Regions from separate parts of the Mus musculus genome. Here all the other regions are linked to region 4. A link is a contact called in public Hi-C and promoter capture Hi-C data. All regions are on one chromosome and are shown on one strand. Each heading gives the region's core, a stretch centred on a gene start, on an enhancer-like site or on the middle of the called end of the contact. The rest is flanking DNA. Distances are from core to core; before and after follow the strand shown. Region 1 holds the start of Crb3 (crumbs family member 3). Region 2 holds the start of Dennd1c (DENN/MADD domain containing 1C). Region 3 holds the start of Tnfsf9 (tumor necrosis factor (ligand) superfamily, member 9). Region 4 holds the start of Yju2 (YJU2 splicing factor). Region 5 has its middle 4.4 kb from the start of Vav1.

Region 1 (5,049 bases), core at 1,099-3,598, 1.1 Mb after region 4:
ACCCGCATTACTTGGGGGAGGGGGCTGGGGGCGGAGCAGGGGGCGTGGGGAAGCATTCTAGGAGGCTCTGGTTTTGCACATCTGACAGCGCATTCCTGGGACGGTAGGAGAGGCAACCGTCTTAGTACTCTGCTTGCCTCAGTTTACCCTTTTTTCCTTAAATGGTTTTGGTAGGGAATTGTCAGGAATTGGATTCGTAATCTTGTTCATTTACACCTTCCTCTCTAACGGATCACTTATCAGAAATTCAAGTTTTTGCTTCTCCCAGGTCTACGCAAAGAATTCTGAACCAGTTTAAAAGCTTCTTTCGCCCGCCTGCTCTAGTTAGATTCCCCAGTCGATGATAGAAACAGCAGATCAACAAAGAGGTGTGGGCTCCCTCCCCAACACTTCATTCCGCCCGCGCGCCTCCTTTTCTTGGTGACACTCGGAGAGAGAAACGCAAGGTCAACGAGCGGCGCGGCTGCAAAGTTAAATCCTTATTGGTCAATGCGCCCTAGCTGCGGCGGTCCGCTCTACCTAGGCGGGGCTTCCCGGTTGACCCGCCGCGGCCTCCTGTCCCGCAGCTCGCAGCCCGCTAGGCATTCTTAAAGGGGCCGCGCCCCAATTCAGACTCTCTGAAGGCTGCTCTTTGCAGACCTGCCTGGAAAGGGAGTCGCGGACCAGTATCTCCCGCGCCACTAAAGATAACGATCAGGAGGAGGGGCTCTGGAGGCGGGGCCTCAGCCGGCGGCTGTGGTTGCACCTGCTGAAGTCCCGCCCACAAGTTTCGGGTGCAGTTTTTCGTCTCACCGTCAGGGGGAAGGGCGTCCGTCTGACCGCGAATAATAAATAAGAGCTCACATTGAGTGCGTTGCGCATGCCAGAGCCCTTCACTCGCTGCTCAGTAACGAACCTACCCCAAACCCTGTGAGGTAGGTAGGTGACACTAGCTTTTCCCACGCTACAGTGGAGAAATCAAAAGCTTCAAATCTTAGTCTGGATTCCCATTTAGGGCCAGAGCAGAGATTTAAACAGAGTTTAAACCACCACTCCCAGGAAGGGACGACGCCTCATTTATTTATTTATTTATTTATTTATTTTTCTTGTTCAAAGACACAGTCTCTCTATGTAGCCACGGAATTTACTATGTAGACCGGGCTGATCTGGACCTCACAGAGCTCCACCTGGGATCTAAGGCGTATGCTACACTACAATGGGTGTTGTATATAGCCTTGTATGTGCTAGATAAACTAGCCACAGAACTCCAGCTGCAGCTCTATGGCTATTGTTGTTATTGTCCTTTTGAGCCAAGGTCTCTGTAGCCTCGCTGGCCTTGAATGTGCAGCAGTTCGCCTGCTTCGGAATCCCAGTTGCTGGGACGGCAATCACGTGCCATCATATCCGGTGCATGACCACCTTTTACCCAAAGATACATCCAGAGGTCATGCGGTCCCCACCCAAGCTGTGCCCATACATCTGTGGTGAACAGGTGAAAGTCCCACCCACTCCCTCTACCAGCTACCAGATGTTTCCATGCATAAGAGTTTCTGTGTGGGTGCCGTGGGACATCACTACTTCTGCGCAGACGCCCCAAATCCATGCTTCCTCACAGACACTTCCCTGGCAGGTGGACCTCATACGGATGTTCTTCAGTGTGGACATAAGGCCTTCCGTTAAGCTGGGCGAGATTCTGCACAGATCTTTGTCCGGTTTTTTTTTTTTTTTTTTTTTTTTTTAATACCGCACGGGTTTAATCTAAGCAGGTGTTCTGATTACACTCTGACTACAAGCCTACATGTATCTTTCTACAAAACTAGTCCTGTACAGGTTGGTTGATTTTTTTGGTTATGGGATGAAAATGGAACCCAGGGGTCTCAGGCATGCTAAGGAGGAATTCATGGCTGAGTAAGGGGCGATCCAATCACTAAGACATTCTTGGAAGGCGACCTTCACTAGGCCATTTAAGGCAGGGGTTCTGGCCCCGAGCCACGCTCCCAGCCCCTTTTACTTTTGAAATAGGGTTTATTCAGGCTGGCTTTGAACTTGGGGTCCTCCTGCCTCAGCCTCCAGAATACATTTAGAATACAGGTTAGCATTCCCAGGTCTGACTTCAGGGTGTGAGTTCTTCAGTGTTTCCCATCGGAGCCCGCCTCTTATAAGTGTGTATCTTTCTGGAGTGTCGCCACGCCCCCCGCCGGGGTATGCACCCCTGTGCTTACACCTGCTCATTTCCGCCCTCTGCGGTGCTCCGGGTCGCAATGGGGTTCCCGTTACAGGTGCTCTGGCGGCGCGGCCCCGCCCTCTTCGCCCCGCCCCTCTCAGCCAGGCTCAGGTGCACAAGCCGGAAGTGCGCTCTTTGCCCAGGTGGGTGACTAAACTTTCCGGGTCACGTGAGCGGGCGGGGCGGGTGGGATCTGGAGCGACCGGGTGAAGGACGGAGACTCGGGGTTCCAGCTGGGAACCCGGGATTGGGAACCTGAGCGAAGTCCCTCTCAGACGCTGGAGTCAGGTAGGGAGGCAGGGCGCGCAGCCTGTCCTGTCCCCACCTCCTCCTTCCCTTTTCCTGGCCCAAGAATGCGGTCGGGGAGTTAATCTTTAATCTCTGACCCTTGGCGCCGAGGGCGGGGAGCGCACTCCAAGATTGGGTTGCCTGTCGCTGGGCCCCGAGCCTGAGTCCAGCCCCTCACCCTATGCTGCGCCCTCTCCCCCCCACCCCGGTCTGGTCCCCAGGTCCTGGGTCGCAGGTGCCCTCCTCGACCCAAGATGCGGTAGGAATTGGCGCCTTGGGGAAGTCCTGTCCTTGGCGTCACCAACTCGTCGCCTAAACTCATGGCGACCCCAGGCCTGGGGGTGCTCTTGGCGTTTGGTTTGCCGATGCTGCCCTCCGGCTGGAGCCTAACAGGTAGGTACTGTCCGGGGCAGCGCTCGGGTGGGAGGAGGGTTCCCGGGTTGAACTCAGAAGTGCCGGGCATTTGCGACCCAGAGAGGGCGACAGGTCTGAGGAATGAGCTTGGAATGCGTTTGGAGACCAAGTTTGAAAGCTTCAGGGCTGAATTTCAAATTAGTTTAGCTGACCTGCGAACTTTTTTTTTTTCCAGTTTTTTTTTCTCCAGTTTTTTTTTTTTTTTCTTTTAACGTTGCTGAGGCTCGAACCAGCGTTTTTCTGAACGCTCCGTACCCGCAGCCTAGAATTCCTGAGTCCTTAAGTCTTGTGGAATTTAGGAGCTGGGGGTTGTTGGGCAGAGCCCAGAGGTGGAGGAGGGGAGGGAGAGCCTGGGCACCTGAGTCTGCATAGTTGAGAGTCTTAAGCAGTCAGGGGGACCTGGAGGGAGCCCAGCTGACAGGGCTGGCCCTCCGTAGGTGTGGACCCAGCCAGACCTTCCCTCAGTCTCTAGTTCCAGTTTCGGGAGCCTGGGGGGTGGGGGGACCTTGTGAGTCACATACTCCTGGGAAAGGTTGAGCCCCGCCCAGGTCCTTAAGGGTTCTGGGCCGGAGTGATGGTGGAGGGGGACACGGTTCTGGAAGCCATCTATTCTAATAGGCTAACAATGGTGACTCTGGGTGGTCAGATTATTACCTGCTGGGCTGAGGGTGGCCAGAGAAACCAGCATCACACCCGAGGGTGGAGTGGGTGGCCTGGCTGTACTTGCTGCCTCAATTCCAGCTGGAGACTTTGGAAGGCGTTTTGCAAGGTCTGACTGAGTGGTGTGTAAGTGATAACTAGTGAAGAAGACCCCAGCATGGATTTTTTTTTTCTCTTTCTGTTCCACAGCACCGGACCCTTTCACAAATAGCACAACTCAACCCCCAGGTGATGAGTCCAACGGGGGCCTGGTGAGTTGGGAAGGTGTAAGAAGGAAGAGCAAGTGTGTGAGACCAGAGTAGTATGGGACAAGTGGAGAGACATTACTATTAAAAGACCATGTGCGCCGGGCGGTGGTGGCACACGCATTTAATCCCAGCACTTGGGAGGCAGAGGCAGGCGGATTTTTGAGTTCAAGGCCAGCCTGGTCTACAAAGTGAGTTCCAGGACAGCCAGGCCTATACAGAGAAAAATAAAAGGCCATGTGCTAGGCAGATGCCCTGACTTTTAAATTATTTTTTTTATTGCCTGGGCAGTGGTGGCACACGCCTTTAATCCCAGCTCTTGGGAGGCAGAAGCAGGTGGATTTCTGAGTTCAAGGCCAAGCCTGGTCTACAGGGCTACACAGAGAAACCCTGTCTCGAAAAACTATATATATATATATATATATATATATATATATATATATATACACACACACATACATACATACATACATACATACATGGTTTAGTGGTTTAGTGTAGCTCAGGCTGGCCTCAAACTTCCTCTGTAGTCAGATGACCTTGGATCTTGGATTCTGGATCCTTCTGCTGGGTTAACATGTGTCCGCTATCATGCTGGGTCTATGGGGTGCTAGAAGTCAAACCCAGAGTTTTGTGCATGCCAGGCACGCACTCTACCCACAAAGCCACGCCAGTGGGACTTCTGTGTCCCAGAAAGGTAGCAAGCCATCTCTCCATAACAGTGGACAAGAAATTGTGTCTTGCTGGGAGTGGTAACCCATACATTCCAGGAAGAGAGAGAGAGAGGCAGGTGGAGTTCAAGGCCAGCCTGTTCTACATAGTGAATTCCAGGCTAGCCAGGGCTACTATGAGATCCTGTCTCATAACCAAACACAGTGTCTTGCCTGATGGGCATGGTGATACATACATGTCACCCTAGCACTCAGGAGGCTGAGACAGGAGGATTGCCACAATTTAAGAACAGCCTGGGGTATAGATGAGACCATGTGACAATAAAAACTCTGGGTGTGGTGGCACACACCTGTAATCCCAGTACCAGCTTTGTGGAGGAGGAAGAGGAAGGGGAGGAGGAGGAAGGAAGCAAGTTTAGGATTATTCTTAGCCATATAGTAAGTTCAAGATTATAGGAGACTTTGAACAAACAACAACACAAGAGCCAGGAAAACCAAGAGAACCGTATCTGGTCAGAAGCTCGGACACTCATAGTGTGGAAGGGACAGGACAGAGGTACTGGGTACC
Region 2 (5,140 bases), core at 1,135-3,634, 1.1 Mb after region 4:
GTGTATAGAGACCAGCGAGTTGGCTCAGTGGTTAGAACACTAGCTGCTCTCACAGGGGACCCAAGTTTGGCTCCCAGCATCTACACCATGGCTCACGATGCATGTAACTCCAAGTTCCGGGGGAACTGATACCCTCTTTTGACCTCCCTAGGCACTAGGTATGCAGGTATATGTGCACATGTGCAGGTAGAACATCCATACACGGGAAAGAAATCTAAAACAAAACCAAACTAAACCAATGTAGAGCTGGTAAGATGGCTCACGTAACACCAGAAAAAGGTGGATGGTTTCTGGAAAATGACACTTGAGGTCTGCCTCTGGCCGCCACGTGCAGCTGCTCACCCATGAACACACACACTCACACTCACACTCATAAACTCTGAGTCCTCGTGGAGGGGTCACCTAGCTTCCTTTGCCCTTCAGTTCTTGGGTCTTTGGGTCCCTGTGCCCCTGTGCCTATAATTCTTCAGTTGTTAAGGTCCTGCTTTGGGTCCCAAAGAGTGTGTGTGCCCACCTCTCTGCCCCCTCCATACCTTTCTATGTCGAAGGGGAAACAGAACCTGGGCACCATCTGCATGGCTTCCTAGAGAGGGAGGAAGCATCAGTACACCAGTCCTCTTGGCCTTGCCCCTCAGTTCAGGGTTCAAGGCCCATGGCCCCCTCCCTCTGCTGGACCAGCCCTGGGATGCCTTCGGAATACCTACCTGCTCCTGGAAGTCTGGAGGGAACTGCCGCAGGATGGGGGGATCTGTAGGGAGGGCCAGCTGCTGAGCTTGCGGCCTCACACCCTCCCTCCCATCTCTCCAGCCCCAGGTCTCCTAACTTACCCTCTTCCAGGGAGTTGGGGCAGCCAGCTTCAAAGAACCAGTCAAACATGGCAGGGGGATGCCTTCTGTGGACCGTGAGGGGGCTTTAGCTTGTGTGTGTTCTGAGTCTGTATCTGTGTGCTTCTGTTTTCCTGTTCCCTGTCTCGTGTGTAACTAGGTGTGTTGGTGTGGGCCCCCTGAGGGGTGGAGCCAGGTGTGAATGCTGCTGAAGTACGGGGTCAGAGAAGAGAAGGAAAAAGAGAGAAAGCCATGGTGGCTGTACCCTTAACCCCCAGGCAAAGGCAGGTAGATCTCTGTGAGTTCAAGGCTTGCTTGATCTACATAGGAGTTCCAGGCTAGTCAGAACTACATACTGAGACCCTGTTTCTAAAGAGAGGGCTAGAGACAGAGAGGAGAGAGAAGGCAGGGGGAGACAGACAGACCAAGAGAGAGAGAGAGAGAGAGAGAGAGACAGAGAGAGACAGAGAGAGACAGAGAGAGACAGAGAGAGACAGAGACAGAGACACAGAGAGACACAGAGACACAGAGAGACACAGAGACACAGAGAGACACAGAGAGACACAGACACAGAGAGACACAGAAACAGAGAGACAGAGAGTTAGGGAGGGAGGAAGAGAGAGAAACAGAGACAGAGACAGAGACAGAGAAAAGGTAGCAAGAGGAGTCAGAGATAAAGGCATGCCTGTGACAGTGTGTCTGCCTGTAACAAGCACTTGGATAAAAAGAACATACTTATGATTCTTTCTGGTGCCTGTCTCTTGAATCTGTGGGGTAGAACGGCAGAGTCTCAGGTGTGTATCATGTGAGTCCTATCTCTTCTTTCCCTGTGCCTTTGAGCATATTTATGGCTTGTCCTTGTGTCTCTGGGAGATTTTTGTGCGGCCCACACTCAGCAGAGAAAGAAGAGCAAGGTGTCTTGGCACTGAACTGCAAGCCCCACAGCCTGCTCTTCCCTGCTGTCTACTGCATCTAGCAGAAGATGCTGAGGCCTTAGCTTTCAGAAACCAAGGGAAGTGTCTGTCTTGCTGATACCATATCCCATCTGGTTACACACACCACCCTGACATGAGCACCTGAAGCATCTCATTGTTGTACGGACACAGACACCCATGAGTCCCCCACTAAGGTTGACAGACAGTTTCCCACCATACCCTTCACACCTTACCACTGACTATCCCCTCCTGGAAATCACCTTCCTAAAAACCCCACCCTTACTGGAGCGTCATACTCCTAAAGTCCCTGGTTTCATTACACAGATCTAGAGCCAGGAAAATTGAAGAGAATGGCCTGATCAGGTCCCTAGAAGCCCCTCTGGTCAGTGGGTAGCTGTGCTTCCTGGGCCCTCCCCTGCTGTAGCCCCAGTTTTTTTGTTTTTTGCCCTCCCCCAACCCCACCCCGGCTCAGGTCTGGCAATCTCGCTGCACAGGATGGAGGGAAGACAGCTCTTACGTCTCTGTGGATCCCATGGTCTCTGCAGGGCTGGCCCAGCTGGGCCCTTTCCCCTAGTGCTTCTGGGGCTGGGGGAGCCTGTGTTTGCTTGGGGCTGGGCCCCTGATCTGCTCAGTTTCCTGTGTGGCTGAGAGAGGAAGTTTAACAGGGTGACGTCCCAGCCAAAGGAGGCCCCCGCCCCCACCCTCTGTGAGGAACTCAGGCGTCCTGGCTTCACAGCCTAGGTGGGGACAGGGTCTATGGGAAACAGGGCCAGGTTGGGAAGTCTAGCTTCACCCTTATGGTCCCCATGGCCACACCCAGGCCCTTTCTTTCTGAGTCCCCTGGGTATTGAAAGCCTGTGAAGATCACCCCCATCATTTCCCTGTGTTGCTTCTTGGTTTCATTTACAAGGGGCAGCTGCACTGAAGAGCAAAAGAGGCTGACAGAGGTTGATCGCTGGAGTCACACAGGAATCCTGATGGAAATGCAGGAGAGGCTCAGAACCCAGGTAAGGTGAGCACATGGGCACACACAGACACTCCCCCACACGCACACTGAGAGAGGTCACAGAATTGACTGAAGACAGGCAGACAGGCCCGGGTATTACCAAATTTAGGGTTCCATCTGTACCCCAAGAAGTTAGCTTCAGGGATTGGAGACATAGTTCCATAGTTAAGTGCATGTACTGCTATTGTACAGTGTGGTGGCTTGAATATGCTTGGCCCAGAGAATGGCACTATTAGGAGGTGTGGTCTTATTGGAGTAGGTGTGGCCTTGTTGAACTCCTGGAGCTGTGTCACTGAGGGTGTGGGCTTTGAGACCTTTCTCCTAGCTGCCTGAAAAAAGACAGTCTTCTCCTGACTGTCTTCGGATCAAGATGTAGAACTCTTGGCTCCTTCTCCTGAACCATGTCTGCCTGGATGCTGCCATGCTCCCACCTTGATGATAATGGACTGAACCTCTGATCCTGTAAGCCAGCCCTAATTAAATGTTGTCCTTTATAAGAGTTGCCTTGGCCATGGTGTTTCTTCTCAGCAATGGAGACCCTAATTAAGACACACAGGATGTAAGTGAAACACCACATGGGTGGTTCACAACTTCAGCTCCAGTGGATCTGAAGCCTCTGGCTTCTAGATACCCATTCACACAATTAGAAATAAAATCAATATTATACTGAAAAAAATTAAAAAAAAAAAAGAAGTCTTAAGCGTGGCTACCCATCCTTGAGAAGCCAATCAGCTACACCTTTAATCCTAGCTCTCAGGAGGCAGAGGCAGGCAGAGCTCTGTGAGTTTAGGGCCAGCTTGGGCTACACGGTGAGTCCCAGGACAACCTGGAACTCTCTACATAGGGAGATCCTGTCTCAAAAACACCAAAACCCAAACCAAACAAAATGCAGAAGATGCATTCAGTGATTCAGTGTGGCCACACTGGAAAGGGGGGGGGGACGGGATGGGGGAGATCCAGTGACCTTCAGGTCCATCTTTCCAAAGTACAGACTGTGGCCCCAGTATGCATGTTCCTGGTGTGCAAGTGGCTTATCTTACACTACAGAGTTGCTCTGGTCTAGCCTGGTCTGTTTGGCTCTGCAATCCCTGTACCCCACCACTCCAGGAGCTGATCTTCAGTGGCTGGTGGGCCCCTCCACTCCCTAGCTGCACTCAGAGAAGAAACTAAATCAAACAGAAACCACACCAAAGCAATGACTCATTTATTGATGGAGGGTCAGCAGGGGAGAGCAGGGTGGGGTGGATTTTAGGGAGGGGCTCTCTCACCCCAGGCAACAGGCCTCTCTTTTTCCTCGTCCTTCAGCACTTCTCTGGTAGGAACTGAACTAAGGCACAAGGGCAGGAACATACGGGGACTTACGGGAGCCAGAGTGAAGGTGCTGGGTCAGGAGTGGGTAGCTGTGAGGTCAGAGGTAAGGCAAGGTGAGAGGACTTGGAGGCTGGGGAAAATGTTAAGATCTAGAGAAATATCTGGGCATGTCAGAGGTGGAGGAGAATGGTTCAGGAGTGCTGGGGAAGGGACAGGGCATAAAGGAAAGGATTTTCAAGATCTAAGAAGGTGGAGTGTGTGTGTGTGTGTACATGTGTTGAGGGGCGCTCATGGGAACTAGAAGAGCCCTTCCCTGGCAGGTTGGAGAGACAGTGGGGTTTAGGAGTTAAAGGTGAAGCAAATAGAAGCAACCTGGGCTTGGCCCTCATGGTGAAGATGCTCATGGGGTCCTAGGGAATGAGGCAACTAGGTGCAGGGGTGTGATGCTTAGGGTCAAAGCTTTGCTGGTGGGCCCCAGGGACAGAGTGATGGCAGGAGACTTAAGCCACCTCCTCTTCAGCCTCCTCTTCGAACTCGCCCTCTTCAGCAGTGGCATCCTGGTACTGCTGGTACTCGGACACCAGGTCGTTCATATTGCTCTCTGCTTCCGTAAACTCCATCTCGTCCATGCCTTCGCCCGTGTACCAGTGCAGGAAGGCCTTGCGTCTGAACATGGCGGTGAACTGCTCCGAGATGCGCTTGAACAGCTCCTGGATGGCAGTGCTGTTGCCGATGAAGGTGGCTGCCATCTTCAGGCCCCGGGGTGGGATGTCACATACGGCTGTCTTGACATTGTTGGGGATCCACTCAACGAAGTAACTGCTGTTCTTGCTCTGCACACTTAACATCTGCTCGTCTACCTCCTTCATGGACATCCGTCCCCGGAAGACAGCAGCCACAGTCAGGTAGCGACCGTGTCTCGGGTCACACGCAGCCATCATGTTCTTAGCATCGAACATCTGTTGGGTCAGCTCAGGAACGGTGAGGGCCCGGTACTGCTGGCTGCCCCTGCTGGTCAAGGGTGCGAATCCTGGCATGAAGAAGTGGAGACGGGGGAATGGCAC
Region 3 (4,576 bases), core at 1,717-4,216, 1.1 Mb after region 4:
GACCTTTGAGGGTGGGGTTCTGTCATCTGCGTTATTGTAGATCTAGATGCTTTCCTCCCAGTTCTTGTCACTGCCAGCTTAGGCAATACTTGGCTGTGGGCTGTGGTTTTAATTGTAAACAGATTGGCTCAGGATCTGGGAGCTAGCTGCTGCTGCTGCTGCTGCTGCTACTACTACTACTACTACTACTACTACTACTACTACTACTACTACTACCACTACGGTACTACTACTACTACTACTACTACTACTACTACTACTACTACTACTACTACCACTACGGTCCTGAGATGCTAAATCTTTCTTCTTAGCAATAAGGGGCAGGGGGTGGACTTTGTGTGTGAGCCAGGGGGGAGGGGGAGACTTGAGTTCTATCCCCAGCATCTTATACACCAGACATGGTGGCATGGACCTGTCAATTTAGCACTCCAGAAATGGAGGCAGGAGGATTAGAAGTTTATTCTTTACTACATAGGGAATGTCAGGCCAGCCTTGACTACACGAGATCCTGTTCAAAAACAAATTAATTTTAATATTAAAATCCCCCTTGTCTGTCTGTTTGTCTGTCTGTCTGTCTCTGTGTGTGTTTATCTGTCTGTCTCACTATTTAGCCCTGGCTGGTCCATTCTCATTATGTAGTTCAAGGTGGCCTTGAATTCACCAAGACCCATCTGCTTCTACCTCCTGAGTGCAATACATACCCCCTGCATCCAGTTTTGTTTTGTTTTGTTTTTTTAGACAGTGTCTCTTCATGTAGCCCAGGCTGGTTTTTGAACTCCAACCTTCAAACTTCAGCTTCCTGAAGGCTGGGCTCACAGGTGCATACCATGCATGGCTTGTTCTAAATGGTATGAACTCTCTCTCTCCGTGTGTGTGTGTGTTTTCTGTCCAGAAACTCCACCAATTCCCCCCCCCCCCAATAATAAAGCACCTTCAGGCTCTGCAGGAGAGAAAGATGGCTGAGTGGAGTTACTTTCAGCTGAGTCAGGATTCCAGTTCCCTGGTGACATGGATGATGAGTCTGTGAGGTGGAAGTCTTCAAACTGTGGCTTTGAAGAAGTTATAGCTGGAGAGAGAGAGAGAAAGTCTTCATCTGCCTTTTTTTTTTTCTCACTGTGATGATGGCAGGGATACAAATGAGGATGAGACAATGTGTTCACTGTGCAGCCGAGGCAGGGAGGGGTAAACTAGTCCAGGCATTGAGGGGTCCCTTTTCGTGAGAGTCATGTAGGTGTGGGCTGACTCTGAGCAGTGTGTGTCCAGCAGAGAGAGGTTGGACCACTGTCTGCGTGAGGGCCAGAGTTCCCACAGCTGAGTCACCGCTGGTGCCCTGCAGCTGCTCCTTGGGTGGAACCTTCAATTTCTAGATCACCCAAGTGTCTTTTGTGTCATTTTAATGTCCCACCTCCCCCACCTCTCCCCTGACCCCAAGCTGGGGTTTTCCTGTAATTCCCAGGGGAAGTTGATGTGGAATAAAACAGAAGGAAGGGGTGGCTGGTGTCTCCAGAGGGGGCTCCGTGCACGTCTCCCAGGCTGGGAGCTCAGTAGGTTCCATGCCCAGTATGGAAAAAAAGCAGGTGGGGCCTGGGCTGGGTCTCTGTTGTAAGAATCTTGGCCCAGTAAGCTCGAGGCTTTGCGCTCCTTCCCCAACACAGAAGAAGCTGGATTTGAGGGTGTATGCCTGTCTGTGTCTGTATCCCAATATACTGGGGAGGGTCAGAAGTTCAGAGTCATCCTAGGCTGTCTAGTGAGTTGGAGGGCTGCAAGGCGAAGACCAGACCCTATGTAGAAACAAACAACTCCCCATTTTATAGCTTGTTGTTTCCTGCTGAGATAAATGGTCTGGTTATATCAGTACTTTTTTTTTTTTTAATTATGTTTACTGATGGTATGCATGTCGTGGTCAAAGGGCACTTTCAGGACAAATTTCTGGGTGTCAGTTCTTTCTTCCCACCATGTAGGTCCTGAGGACTGAACTCAGGCCACCAGGCTTGTGATTATACTATTACTGGCTGAGCCATCTCAGCAGATCTAACCAGATCAGAACATTGAGGAGTCTGTCTCCAAGGTTTGCCCAGAGCCAGTCATCTCTCAGTTCCTCTTTTGGGGGGTCTTCTCTGCGCCCCCCCCTTTTGCCTCTACCTCAGGCAAGAACAGTGAAAGAATGGGAAATTGGAAATGTGTCCGCTGCCTGGGGGAATTTCTCTATCTGGACTCTCCAGCCTTCTGTTTCTGGAGTCCTAAGAGACTACTAACAGGAAGCCCCAAGAAAGTGGGTGGGGACACACCAGGAAAGGCCCAGGGTAGAGATGGGGTCCTGGGGAGGAAGAGGCTGAGTGAGTGGGTGCCTAGCAGGTCTCTTTGATTCCGCTGGGGATGGGTGGGCAGTTTTGGATGTCCCTAGAGTCCTCGACAAAACAACAACAACAAAAAACAAAACAAAACAAAACAAAACAACAACAAAACCCCCTGCATTTAGGGCGTCCCAGGGATGGGGAGCTAGGGGTTGGAAGAAAAAGGGAGCAGGAGAGATCAGGAGAGAGACAGAAGTTTGAGAGACAGAAAAACAGGAATGAAAATCAGCAGCGGAGAAATAACCTACCAGTGGGGAACACAGAAAAAGAAGGGAGACAGAGCTGTGGATTCAGGAGAGGCCAGGGAGGGAATGGATTCCGATATCACATGGTTCCCATCATATAAAAAGCTCTTTAATGTGTCAGTGTTAAACCAAATCAAACACACACACACACACACACACACACACACACACACACACACACACAAAAAGGGAAGAAGGACGGGCGGGCACAGGGCCTGGACAGGGAAGGGGAAAGGGGCGAGAAGGGGGAGGGGAAGGGGGGAGGAGGAGAGAAAGTTCCGGGAGTCGAGGGGCGGAGCGCGGAGCCCGGGAACCCCGCGGCTGCCCTCCCTCCCTTCCCTCCCCGGAAAAGGCGCCTCGGTAGCCTATAAAGCACGGGCACTGGCGGGAGACGTGCACTGACCGACCGTGGTAATGGACCAGCACACACTTGATGTGGAGGATACCGCGGATGCCAGACATCCAGCAGGTACTTCGTGCCCCTCGGATGCGGCGCTCCTCAGAGATACCGGGCTCCTCGCGGACGCTGCGCTCCTCTCAGATACTGTGCGCCCCACAAATGCCGCGCTCCCCACGGATGCTGCCTACCCTGCGGTTAATGTTCGGGATCGCGAGGCCGCGTGGCCGCCTGCACTGAACTTCTGTTCCCGCCACCCAAAGCTCTATGGCCTAGTCGCTTTGGTTTTGCTGCTTCTGATCGCCGCCTGTGTTCCTATCTTCACCCGCACCGAGCCTCGGCCAGCGCTCACAATCACCACCTCGCCCAACCTGGGTACCCGAGAGAATAATGCAGACCAGGTCACCCCTGTTTCCCACATTGGCTGCCCCAACACTACACAACAGGTGAGGCTCATCTCATCCCTAGGGGACTCTTTCTTACCTTCTGGAAGCATCGCTGCACCGACAGGGAGAGAACAGCACTTCCTCCCCACCCCCGCCCCGCCCCGCCCCGCCCCGCCTCGCTCTGCTCCTGCTACTCCGCTTGAAGCACCCCCTCTCCATCTCGCACTCAGAGGAAATCCCTTTGCGTCTTGACCCCTTGAATGAACCTATGAAACCTGGGGGAGAACTCCCGAGGGTGCACCGCAGTTCCCTTCAGTCCCACTTAGGCCTTCAGGGCTCTCCTTCTCCATCCAAAGTTGGACGCCCCAATGTGTGCTGGGCCGTATGAGTTCCTATCTGCTTCTTTAGGATGTAAGGTACCATCTACCTTTATTTTTCTTTCTTCCCAGGGCTCTCCTGTGTTCGCCAAGCTACTGGCTAAAAACCGTGAGTGCCCCCTGATTTATTTCCAGCGGGTCCCGCAGGGAGGTTGAACAAGGGGACCTGTTCAACCTTCTAGTCATGTCCCTCTCCCTCACTTACTCAGCCTTTCTCACTTGCTGTCACAGCTCCAACTGTCATCCTTGGGACCCCATCCAGGTTTTCAGAGAATTGAGAATTCTCACCCCCAGCTGACTCTGGGAGATCTCCTTTTCTCTTTTCCTTCCTCTATCCCTCCCATGTAGCCCAGGCTTCCTCCAAATTCATTATGTAGCTGAGGCTGGCCGCCCTGCTGCCAACACCTCCAATGGGCTGGGATAAATGAATGCCTTTGGGCTTCAGGCACCCTATTGAGCCCGAGCCCTAGTCTCTCCCTGTCAAGTCTTAGTTGTCAAATTATTTGCCCTCAGAGATGACTCTCTTCCTGCACTCTCCATATCCCACCTCTCTCCCAGTTTTGTTCATCCCTCTCTTACTCCTCTGATTTCTCTCTCTTCTTTTCTCCTCTCCCCCTTCCCCTCTTGTGGCCCCTTTACTCAGCTCCTTCCAGGAGTCCATGTGCATCTCCGCTCTTAACACTCTAGACCCTCGCCCCTTTGCCTCGTTCTTATTCCACAACCACTTTCTTAAATTGTATCCCTTCTGGGTGGCCCCTCCCTCCTTTTCTTCTGTTTTGTCTCCTCTCTTTCCTCCCCATTCCCATGGTTTCCCCCC
Region 4 (4,566 bases), core at 164-2,663:
AGGAAAATAGGACAAAGCCCAGCCTTGTTGAAATGAGGATATCGAGGGTGGGGGTAGGGATGGAGGATGGTGGCAAGCTAAAGACCAGCCTAGAAATCCTGTTTCAAAAAGACCAAAAGAATAGGAGGAGGAGGAGCAATGGGGGCTGGGCTCAATGCTGGGGCTTGTCATATTTTGTAGGCACAAATAATAAATAAACAAATGTAAAAAACGAATACTAAGCCTGGCAGTGGTGGTGCATGTCTTTAATCCCCAACACTAGAGGCAGCCACAGGCGCATCTTTGTTGAGTTTGAGGCCAACCTGGTCTACAGACTGAGTTCCAGGACAGCCAGCACTACACAGAGAAACCCTGTCTCAAAAACAAAAACAAAACAACAGCAAAGATACTATTTTTTAAAGAAAAAAGTAAAAAGAGTTGGGCACAGTGTCTCTTATTTGTAAACCCAGCACTTGGGAGTCAGAGGGAGGGGAGGACTACTGAGTTTTCAAGGTCAGCCTGGATTACGTGGTGAGTTCCTCTCTCATAAAAGAAGAAACGCACCGGGTGGTGGTGGCACAGGCCTTTAATCCCAGCACTTGGGAGGCAGAGGCAGGCAGGTTTCTGAGTTCGAGACCAGCCTGGTCTATAAAGTGAGTTCCAGAACAGCCAGGACCACACAGAGAAACCCTGTCTCGAAAAAAAAAAAAAAAAAAAAGGAGAAGAAAGAAGAAACGCACGCGCGCACGCACACACCACCACCACCACCAACAAAACACAATGAAAACCAGGCAGGTCACTGATTCCAGGCTTGCAGTAAGATTGTTTCAAATTTAAGGCCAAGCTGGACTGCAGAGTCTGCTCCAGGCCAGCCTGGGCATCTTAGTGAGAGGCTACCTCCCAGCATTAGAGCGCTGGGTGGTGTTTTCTGTGGTAGAGTGCCTGCCTGGCATATGCAAAGACCCTGGATTCCATCCCCAGCAGCAGAAATAAAGAAACTTAAGAAGAAGGAACACCAGAACGGGACATGGTGGCCTTTAATTATTTGGTCCCAGAACTCACAAGCAGGAGGATCTCCTTTAGTTTGTGACCACCCTGAGCTACATAGTGAGTTACAGGACAGCCAGGGACACACAGTGAGACTCTGACTCAAAAAAACAAACAGCATTGTTGATCAGAGTTAGGAGAGAAAATGTTATTATCCCAGGCAGCTTTCTCCATCCTTTCAGTGTGCTAGATAAGCGCACACAGGATCCACATGTCCCGGAACCTTTATTTCGGGTTTCAACTACCGGCACCCGGAAGGGAACGGAAGCGCACTCCCGACTCGGATCGACAAAGATTGCAGCCAATGAGAACGATGAAGCGGGTAGGCACCAACCAGTGAGCCGGCTTAGGAAGTGGCGACACTGAGGCGCTGAATCGGAGAAACTCCCCGTAGACTGAGGACCGCTTCTTCGCTTGTTCGCTGGACAGGAAGCGAAAATGTCGGAACGGAAAGTTTTAAACGTAAGTGCTCAGAGTCTAAATGTTCCTACAGAGGGTGAAGTGTGCGAGGGCTCCGGGCGAGGCGTGCTTCCTTCCGGTCATTTCCTTTTGCAAGCCCCTCTCGCGCACACGCACGCACACGCACGCGCGTCTTCCAGTCGGGCGGGAGCTTTCCAAACTCTTGCCAATCACATTTTTGGGGGCGGTCGTTAGCTTCCCCCTCTCCCCGCCCCCCCCCCCCCAGCTTCGTGAGTAACCAATCATCACCAGGGAAGCGGAGCTTCTGTCACTTTACCCAATTGGGGGCAGGACTGCTTCTTTGTGGGTTTTCCCCAGATCAGATCAGGGGATGTTGTTGGTCACCTCAGTTCTTCCCGGCTTTTGTTGAATTAATATCCGAAACCTTTTGCAGAGATGTCTACATCATGTTGGGGTTTCTGGGGTGACTCAGTCTCCACTCTTGGAAAATTTTGCTCTCCATTTCCTGGATCTGTTTTTTAAATGTTTGCTTTGGGTTAAGGTTTCACTGTACACAGAAGGCCCAGAATGGCCTCGAACTCACAGACCAAAAGTTTGTACACCTAAGATGGGCTATATTCACTTTTTAAAGGATTAGTTTTATTTTCACTTTATGTTTTTCCTTCATGTCTGTCTGTGCAGCACGTTTGTGTGCACTGCCCAGGCTGACTGTAAACTCACAGTTCTGCATCAGCCTCCTGAGTGCTGGTATGACAGTTGTACACCATCATTCCCGTCTACCGCCTGAATTAGCAAAGCTTCCTCTCTCGTGAGCCTGGTTGCCAGTAGGTGTCAAAAGCAGAGCCTCCTTGTTGGTGGTCCACATAGCTTCTTTTTGGGGGAGAGGGGAGTTGTCTCTCTTCAGCCCCCTGTCTCAAATTCCCGGGTGCTGGGTTTGGACATTGGCATGCCAGTAACCCAGAGTGGTTGTCCCTGTGCGCCTCACCCCAGCCTCCCAAGCACACAGAGAGGCCAGAGCCTGTTCTCCCCAAGGAGATTCACTGGCCAGATTTTGCCCTGGGATGGTGCCCTGCAGCCTGTGTGGTACCCTAGTGCAGGTTAGGCCACCATTGACAAGGTCTGATTTATGTCGGGCCTCCATTTCCTCATGAGTGTCTAGAATCTTATCATGTGATAGGCAGCAGGGGTCCACCCTTACTGCAAACCCTGGGCCTCTAGAACCTTCCCTAGAAGGCATGTCACAGCGTAGGAAAGTGACCCACCACACTATATAATTTGTGTTGGAAGCTTGTGCACTCCTCCCTGTCCCAACTTCTCTTCTCATGACTGTGCTTCAAACAGCTCATGTCTGGAAAGGCTCCAGCAAGCTGAATCCTGAGCAGATAGATCCCTTAAACCAGAGTATCCTGCGTCTGCTAACATGGCTCTCAGACCCCATTCCTGCCCGTATGGGACCTGAGCACCAGAAAACAGCAACGCCCTCTTCTCCACAGAAATACTACCCACCTGACTTTGACCCATCGAAGATCCCGAAACTCAAGCTACCCAAGGACCGGCAGTATGTGGTGCGTCTGATGGCCCCCTTCAACATGAGGTGAATCCCTGGGGACATGAGGCTGGAGGCTGATTCTCTGGAGAAACAACAAACAAAGATAATAGTTCCCACCCTCACAGAGTCCCCAACCCCTATCTCAGTAGAAAATCAGAGTGACACTTGGCCCTGCAGGATTTTGGACCCTCTAGTGGCAGCCCTCCTCCTGCCCAGGGCCTTTGCACCACCTATGGCATCTGCCTGCAGATCTCTTGTAGCCAGCTTCTCTGACAGAGCCTGTCTCCCATCTCATCCCAGGCAGGCTGCCAGCCTCCTCTTAGACCTTCACCCCCACTTTCCTGGGTTCAACCAGCTTTGAACCAGACAGTTATTCACACTTGACTGTGTGTGAGAATCACAATCCTGTAAGTCACACCTGTACAGTCACTGAGGATGGAGAAGCTGTCCGTGTGACTAATTGATTATATCTTGTCTTCATTTCTTTGTTTGCTCCTGTCTTAGACACTGTGAACATGGGAGCTCTTAGAAGAGAAAGCATCTAATTGGAGTTTGCTTACAGTTTCAGAGGGTTAGTCCATTGTCACCATGGTGGGGAACATGGCAGTCATGGTGCTTGAGAAGTAGTTGGAGACTACATCCTGATCTGCAGGCAGAAAGAGAGAAACACCAGATGTGCTGTGGGTTTCTGAAACCTCATAACTCACCCCTAGTGACACTTCTCCAGCAAGGCCACACCTCCTAATCATCTTCCTCCTCCCGACCCCCCAAGACTCCTCGGTGACTAAGCATTCAAATCTATGACTCTTAGGGACCATTCTCATCCACACCACCGCACTCCTCTGCAGGCAGTTGTCAGGCACGTATCATTGATGGGGCGAGGGGAGCCTCCTGACCCTCAGAGGCTGGTGGGGAGTGGGAGTCATACCCATCCTCTGTAGTAACACAAGGACACATGAGGCAGGCAGGGCAGGTGGTCTGCCAGCCGGACAGTCAGGGAAGTGTTAGAATCTCAGGCTGCCAGGACAGCAGAGAAAAGGCCCTGAGGTAGGACTAAGCCAGAGGTGTTTGTAGGTACAGCAGTAAACCAGGACAGGAAGTGGGGGGAGCAGCCAGGGTCAGGATTCTGCTGTCCCCTTGGCAGTTCTCAGAAGCTCCATACACCCAGTCCCTCCTACCTATAAGGTACATATGCTGCCACTGGGTGCTAGAGCAGAGGACAGACACTCACGCGCCTGCCCCGGCTGCAGGTGTAAGACGTGTGGAGAATACATCTACAAGGGGAAGAAGTTCAATGCACGAAAGGAAACAGTCCAGAACGAGGCTTACCTGGGCCTGCCAATCTTCCGATTCTACATCAAGTGCACGCGCTGCTTGGCCGAGATCACCTTCAAGGTAGGGGCTTCATTCATTCGCTTTCCCTCTGTGAACACTCCACAAAAGGGCAGAGTGTTGGGAAGGTGCTTGCAGCAGAACCACACACAGAAAAGCCTGCCCACCTGCATGTGTGCAAGGTATGGGATATGTTGCGGGGTCAGGAAAAAATCATGTTGTTCTGGGCCTTGCTTGTT
Region 5 (4,860 bases), core at 2,086-4,585, 1.3 Mb after region 4:
ATCCCAGCACCCACATTGCAACCCATAACAGCCAGTAACGTCAGCTCCAGGGGATTCCACAACTTCTTCTGACATCTACATTTCCTGCCCTGCACCTATTTGTGGCATACATTGGGTCGCACACATTTACACACCCACCCCCCCACACAGGTAGAGAGAGACATTTATCCATACACATGTATATGTATTCCAGAAATGATGCAGGAGCACTGGTTCTCTGTTAGCTTCTTATACAGCCCGGGTTCACCTGTGCAGGGGTAGACAGCCCACAAGGGGCTCACACTCACACACAAAGGAGAGACAAAGCATATGGAGGATATACACACATAGATACATAAAATCTGCCCATAAGTAACATGCTTAGCTTTGTTACCATCATTTATGTTGGGTACTGCTGCTTATGACTGTAAACTCAGCACTCTGGAGGCTGAGATAGGAAGCTCTGTGAAACCAAAGCAGGAGCCACATTGTTATATATTGTTACTAAGTCTCCATGCCTCCCACAGCCAAGCATTAGACGAAGCTTGTGTATATACATGTGTATGTATAAATGTCTCTCTCTACATGTGTTAAAAAGTCTCCATACCTTACAAGAATAAGTTTCTAGTTTCTAAACCTAAACCTAATGTATCCTGTAAACCATTTTGTTCAACCTATGCTGAACTTGTAACCCCACAAGGTATACCCACCCACCTTTTCACATGATGTATTCTCTCACAGTTCTCAAAGGCAGCTTTGAGCCCCGAGTGCCCCAGTCTTCTGTCCAGGTGCTAACAGCCAATTCTCTCAACAGCTGTCTTCTATCAGTCCCAACCCTTCCCCATAAAAGGGGTGGCAGAACCCATTGAGAGGCTGCTCTCTGAAATCCCAACTTAGGGTGAGGCAGCCATCTGGCCAGACTAAATAAAGCTTGCTTAATCAGACAGTCATAGAAATGTTCCCCCCACCCTCCTCAGGTCCTAAGTCAAGGCTAGTCTGGGCTACAGAGTGAGACCCAATCTGAAAAAGTTTTCCAAACAGTAAAAATAAAATTGAACAATAATATTCGATTTTATTGATGGGAACTGCACATCTGTGGGCTCCTTGCCAAGATGTAAGATGTTATATATTACTTTCCAACAAAACACAATTTTTGTTTATTGTTTTGAGGGTCTCATGTAGCCCAGGCTGGCTGGAACTCATTATATAACCCAGGATGCTTTTGAACTCCTGTCTCCACCTCCCCGGTGCTGGGATGACAGGCAGGAACCCCCAAGCTGGGCTTGTTTAGTGCTGGTCAGGAACCTGAGGCTTCATGCATGCTAGGCTCTACTACCGAACCACAGGCTGAGCCCTCCTTCCTCCCATCCCCATTTGAAATTCAAACTTAGAGACTACAATTTTACATTTTGAGTTTCTCCATGTATTTGGGAATTTTGTTAGTATATGATAGTTAGGTTTTAGGTCTTAGACATTATTTCACAAGCGTCAGCCTGTGTCTCAAATACGTCAGAAAAATCATATTGGATGGGAGGGTTTTGTGTGTGTGTGTGTGTGTGTGTGTGTGTGTGTGGTCTGTCTGTCTGTCTGTCTGTCTGTCTGTCTCCCTATCTCCAGATGCCGTCTAGGAGTCTAGGAGTCTAGAAGTGACCCAGGCCCAGGCTTTGGGAAGAGGTGCACAGCAGGATTCTTGCTTCTTGAGTCACTACTTCCTGGAAAGAGGGGAGGGGGGCAAGGCGACCTCAGCTGAGACCTGTGCCCTGGGGGTGGGGTGGGGTGGGGTGGGTGAGGCAGGAGGAAGCTGCTGCACGCGCTGCATACCTAAAGCCAGGTGTGCTCCAAAATATGCACACTTCCTGTTTGTCACCTAGGTAACTCCGCCCCCTCCCACTCCCCATGGTCCTGAACTTCACACCTCATATAGAATTTTCTGTTTCTCCAGTAGCCAATGGAGGAATGGGGGCAGGCGCAAACTCTAGTTCAAGTTTGGAAATCTCAATCGATGGAGTCGTCATTGTCTGGGTCTTTTGGGGGATAATTTACTTGGGCGGGGGAGCGTAGGGGTGGGGAAACAGGGAAGGGAATAGGCAGACTTGAGGGAGATCTGTGGGTCTACTGTGTCTGTGCACAGCTGCACAAAGATTCAGGGGTGTAGTCTCCAGCAGACACTCCACAGATTCAGGTGGAGTTGGGATCTGGGGGGTCTCACTTTTCACACTAAGCTGATATGGATGATTTAAGACCTACTGTGTATCAGCCTGTCCCTGGAAGCTCAGTTACCCCAATTCCAGCTACAACCAACAACCAACAGAGAGATGAACGAAGATAATTTCTAATGGTCCCTCCTGGTTTAAGCCATGAGACAGGAAGATTCGAGAAGGAAGGCTAGGGGGAGCAGGCTTTTTTTTTTTTAATTTAAATTTTATTTAAATAAACAACATTCAAATTCATTTACATTATATAAAAATTAATTTAAATGACAGACCGGGTGCCCAGGTTCGAGGATGGTGGTCAGAGGACAAATCTGTAGAAAAGGCTCTCTCCTTCCATCTTCACGTGCGTTCCAGGGACGGAACTCAGGCTAGCAGGCTTTAGGGACAAGCGCCCTCATCAGCTGAGTTATATTGCCAGCCCCACGCGGACTGGCGTTCTTTAAGTATGAAAGGAGGCGGTAACTTGGGAGCTGAGACCTAGGTTTAGATTGAGGCAAGTTTTGGGATGCCTGAGAGGTCCGTGGTGGTGGGGTATGGAGAATGAAGAGTGAGGCGGTTAGACGGGCTAATTTTGATCTTTTCACAGGACCAAAATGCTGATGTGGGTGAGGAGTGGACCAGAAAAAGAGGCCAGGAGGGGAGACCACTCAGTAAGAGGCGCGCCCCGTTTTAGCCAGTGACCACAGGGGAGTTTAGGAAAGGTTTTGGAGCCAGCCAGGGAGGGAGGGGCAGATCCGGATTTGCGATGGCGTACACGAAAGTGGAAGCCAAGAGTATTTCCGCAGAGAGCAGGAAACACGCTGGGAGCTGCGCGAGGGCCACCTAAGACACGCCTGGGTTCCCGGACACGCATGACGCGTGGCTATTCACTTGGAGAGCTATTCCGGCGCCCGCAGACTGTCTTGGATAGATCCTCCGGTTCTCCCTAAGGGCTGATGGCTCCACCCTGACCAGTAGGGAGCCCGGGATCTTACAACGACCACCTCCTCACTTACCTGGAGGGGACTCGGGGAATCCGACGGGACTCAACCTGAAGGCTCAGCCGCTGAGCAGCGAAATGCCCACACCCCAGCTAGGCCCAGCCTCCGCTGCCCTCACCTGGCTGGTGCCCAGCCCCGGCCCCTGGCTCCGCCCCTATAAGCCCCGCCCCATCGAGGCCCTCTCCGTCAGGCCCCGCCTCCATAGGAACCTCCCAGGCGCTCAACCAGCCCCTTTGGAACAAGTCCCCGTCGGAAGCCGCGCTCCCTTTGAACCTCTGTGTGTGTGTGTGTGTGTGTGTGTGTGTGTGTGTGTGTGTGTGCGTGCGCGCGCGCCTGTGCATGTGCGCGCGCGCGTGTTTGTCTTGTTCTCTTTATTTCTTTTCCTTGGCATCTCCAAGTGGCCCTTACTTACTGTCCAGTTCTTTAAACAGACGCCCCACCTCCTCACGGCCACGCCCCACTAGTGCTGAAGTTTGGGAAACTAGAACGATTTTTACGCTTTCTTTCTTTTTCCTCTTCGTTTTTTTCTCCTATCTCCCAGCTCCTTTATAGCACTCAGCTATGTATCCGAGGATGACTTAGGCTCCTGATCCTTGAGAGCCGGGATGACAGGTGTGCCATATCTGGTTTATGTGGTGGCTGGGACTGACCTGAGAGAGCGCCCTGCCCACTGAGGGCCAGCCTCAAGCTCTGGAATGACTTTTACTACATGCCATGTCTCCCTGAACGAGTTGAGGCTGTCTCTCCAAATCCCCAGGGATTCAAGTCGGTTCAGGGCAGCTCTGGGGCTGTGGCGTCAAACCTGCAGCTTCCTCCAGGCCCGCCCCCGCCCCGGTTTGGAATTGTGAGAAAGGCGACAGCCTCCCGCTAAAGACGGGATCGGGCTGGATTTTGGGACCAGGACGAGGAAAGAGGGAATCTTTTCTCAGGTTGGGGGTGGGGCTGTATCCTGATGGCTGGAGAAGAGTTAGAGGAAGTCGAGGGTTGGGAATTTGCGGCAAGAGAGGCAATACTACGTTTATTCAAAGGCCACGTTTGTACACTGGCCCAGCACGCAGGAATCAGGATTTCAGCGTCAGCCTTAGATACATCACGAAGTTCAAGGTCAGTCTGAGCTCTACATGAGACTTTAGTAAAGTATTCTATATAATAGAGGCAGCCCTCATTAAACTCCTACGGTAAACCAAGACAATTCGGCTTGCCTTCTCTTGTCTCAACGGCTCAGTTTTCAGTTACATCCTCCTAGGAATGAGACGTGTACCATTCACCCCCATTTTCTCTATGGAGAGATCGAAGCACGAGACGAGAGGAACTAAGCCATTCGTGCAAATGTACCTCAGCTTGGAAGTGGTGGAGATGGAATTCGAATCTAGAAACCTAGTGGGCGCTCTCCAGCTGCCTCTCGTTTTTGTTTTGTTTTCACTGCCTGGCCTTCCTACCCTAACTGCGTGCAAAGAAAACAAATTGTTACCCGGTTTAGAGAAGAGGGAGAGGACGCGTAGGAAGTCACAGACGCCAAAAATAGGGGATAGAAATTGTCCTCGCCTGTAAGGTTGCAAAACGGGAGGGTTTTCAGGTTGTGCCCACCCCTACCCATATCCTCAGTGCGTAAATGAGACTCAAGCTGGTCCAGTGAAGCCGTTTAGCGCCGCCTAGAGGCCATAAGGATAAAAGGTGGGGTGCTAAGG

Evidence for each region. Promoter capture Hi-C pulls out the DNA fragments that hold promoters and counts their contacts. Hi-C and Micro-C count contacts between places; a contact is called where the count stands out from the background. Capture Hi-C pulls out chosen DNA fragments and counts their contacts.
Region 1: a promoter capture Hi-C map of pre-B cells shows a contact between it and region 4, with 5 times the contacts expected there. The contact joins the promoter of Crb3 here to the promoter of Yju2 in region 4. A contact is called at or near these places in 3 of 39 promoter capture datasets (liver and pre-B cells), 1 of 484 Hi-C or Micro-C datasets (the HL-1 cell line), 1 of 115 datasets of contacts at active chromatin or transcription factors (astrocytes) and 3 of 9 other capture datasets (adipose tissue, liver and pancreatic islet).
Region 2: a promoter capture Hi-C map of liver shows a contact between it and region 4, with 2.9 times the contacts expected there. The contact joins the promoter of Dennd1c here to the promoter of Yju2 in region 4. A contact is called at or near these places in 3 of 39 promoter capture datasets (embryonic stem cells, hippocampal neurons and liver), 1 of 115 datasets of contacts at active chromatin or transcription factors (microglia) and 1 of 9 other capture datasets (liver).
Region 3: a promoter capture Hi-C map of liver shows a contact between it and region 4, with 2.7 times the contacts expected there. The contact joins the promoter of Tnfsf9 here to the promoter of Yju2 in region 4. A contact is called at or near these places in 3 of 39 promoter capture datasets (embryonic stem cells, hippocampal neurons and liver) and 1 of 115 datasets of contacts at active chromatin or transcription factors (microglia).
Region 5: a contact with region 4 is called in a Hi-C map of B cells, with 6 read pairs. The contact joins the enhancer-like site here to the promoter of Yju2 in region 4. A contact is called at or near these places in 1 of 39 promoter capture datasets (hippocampal neurons), 1 of 484 Hi-C or Micro-C datasets (B cells), 1 of 115 datasets of contacts at active chromatin or transcription factors (pro-B cells) and 1 of 9 other capture datasets (adipose tissue).

Annotation. Positions count from the first base shown.
Region 1 is chr17:57,059,883-57,064,931 of GRCm38.p6, forward strand. Crb3 (crumbs family member 3) reads left to right here and starts at 2,349. Exons shown (of 4, transcript NM_177638.5): 1 at 2,349-2,491; 2 at 2,713-2,884; 3 at 3,755-3,816. The coding sequence starts at 2,812. It also overlaps a transcript of Slc25a23 not described here.
Region 2 is chr17:57,076,114-57,081,253 of GRCm38.p6, forward strand. It overlaps Dennd1c (DENN/MADD domain containing 1C), which reads right to left and starts at 2,385. Exons shown (of 24, transcript NM_153551.2): 1 at 2,277-2,385; 2 at 828-892; 3 at 705-748; 4 at 534-583. The coding sequence starts at 2,293. Tubb4a (tubulin, beta 4A class IVA) reads right to left here. Exons shown (of 4, transcript NM_009451.4): 4 at 3,948-5,140. The coding sequence ends at 4,577.
Region 3 is chr17:57,102,419-57,106,994 of GRCm38.p6, forward strand. It overlaps Tnfsf9 (tumor necrosis factor (ligand) superfamily, member 9), which reads left to right and starts at 2,967. Exons shown (of 3, transcript NM_009404.3): 1 at 2,967-3,442; 2 at 3,832-3,868. The coding sequence starts at 3,014. It overlaps Gm11110 (predicted gene 11110), which reads right to left and starts at 3,524. Exons shown (of 4, transcript NR_033508.1): 1 at 3,480-3,524; 2 at 932-1,066.
Region 4 is chr17:55,957,774-55,962,339 of GRCm38.p6, forward strand. It overlaps Yju2 (YJU2 splicing factor), which reads left to right and starts at 1,414. Exons shown (of 8, transcript NM_028381.3): 1 at 1,414-1,488; 2 at 2,940-3,040; 3 at 4,246-4,390. The coding sequence starts at 1,465. It overlaps Gm16712 (predicted gene, 16712), which reads right to left and starts at 1,628. Exons shown (of 3, transcript NR_108021.1): 1 at 1,361-1,628.
Region 5 is chr17:57,272,231-57,277,090 of GRCm38.p6, forward strand. No RefSeq gene overlaps it. Among named protein-coding and RNA genes, the nearest start is that of Vav1, 4.4 kb to the right of the region's middle. Within about 2 kb of position 3,336, at least 206 of the 459 cell types and tissues checked have an H3K27ac peak or open chromatin away from gene starts, as enhancers often do. A contact at or near this core is called in B cells, adipose tissue, hippocampal neurons and 1 more, where this site is marked.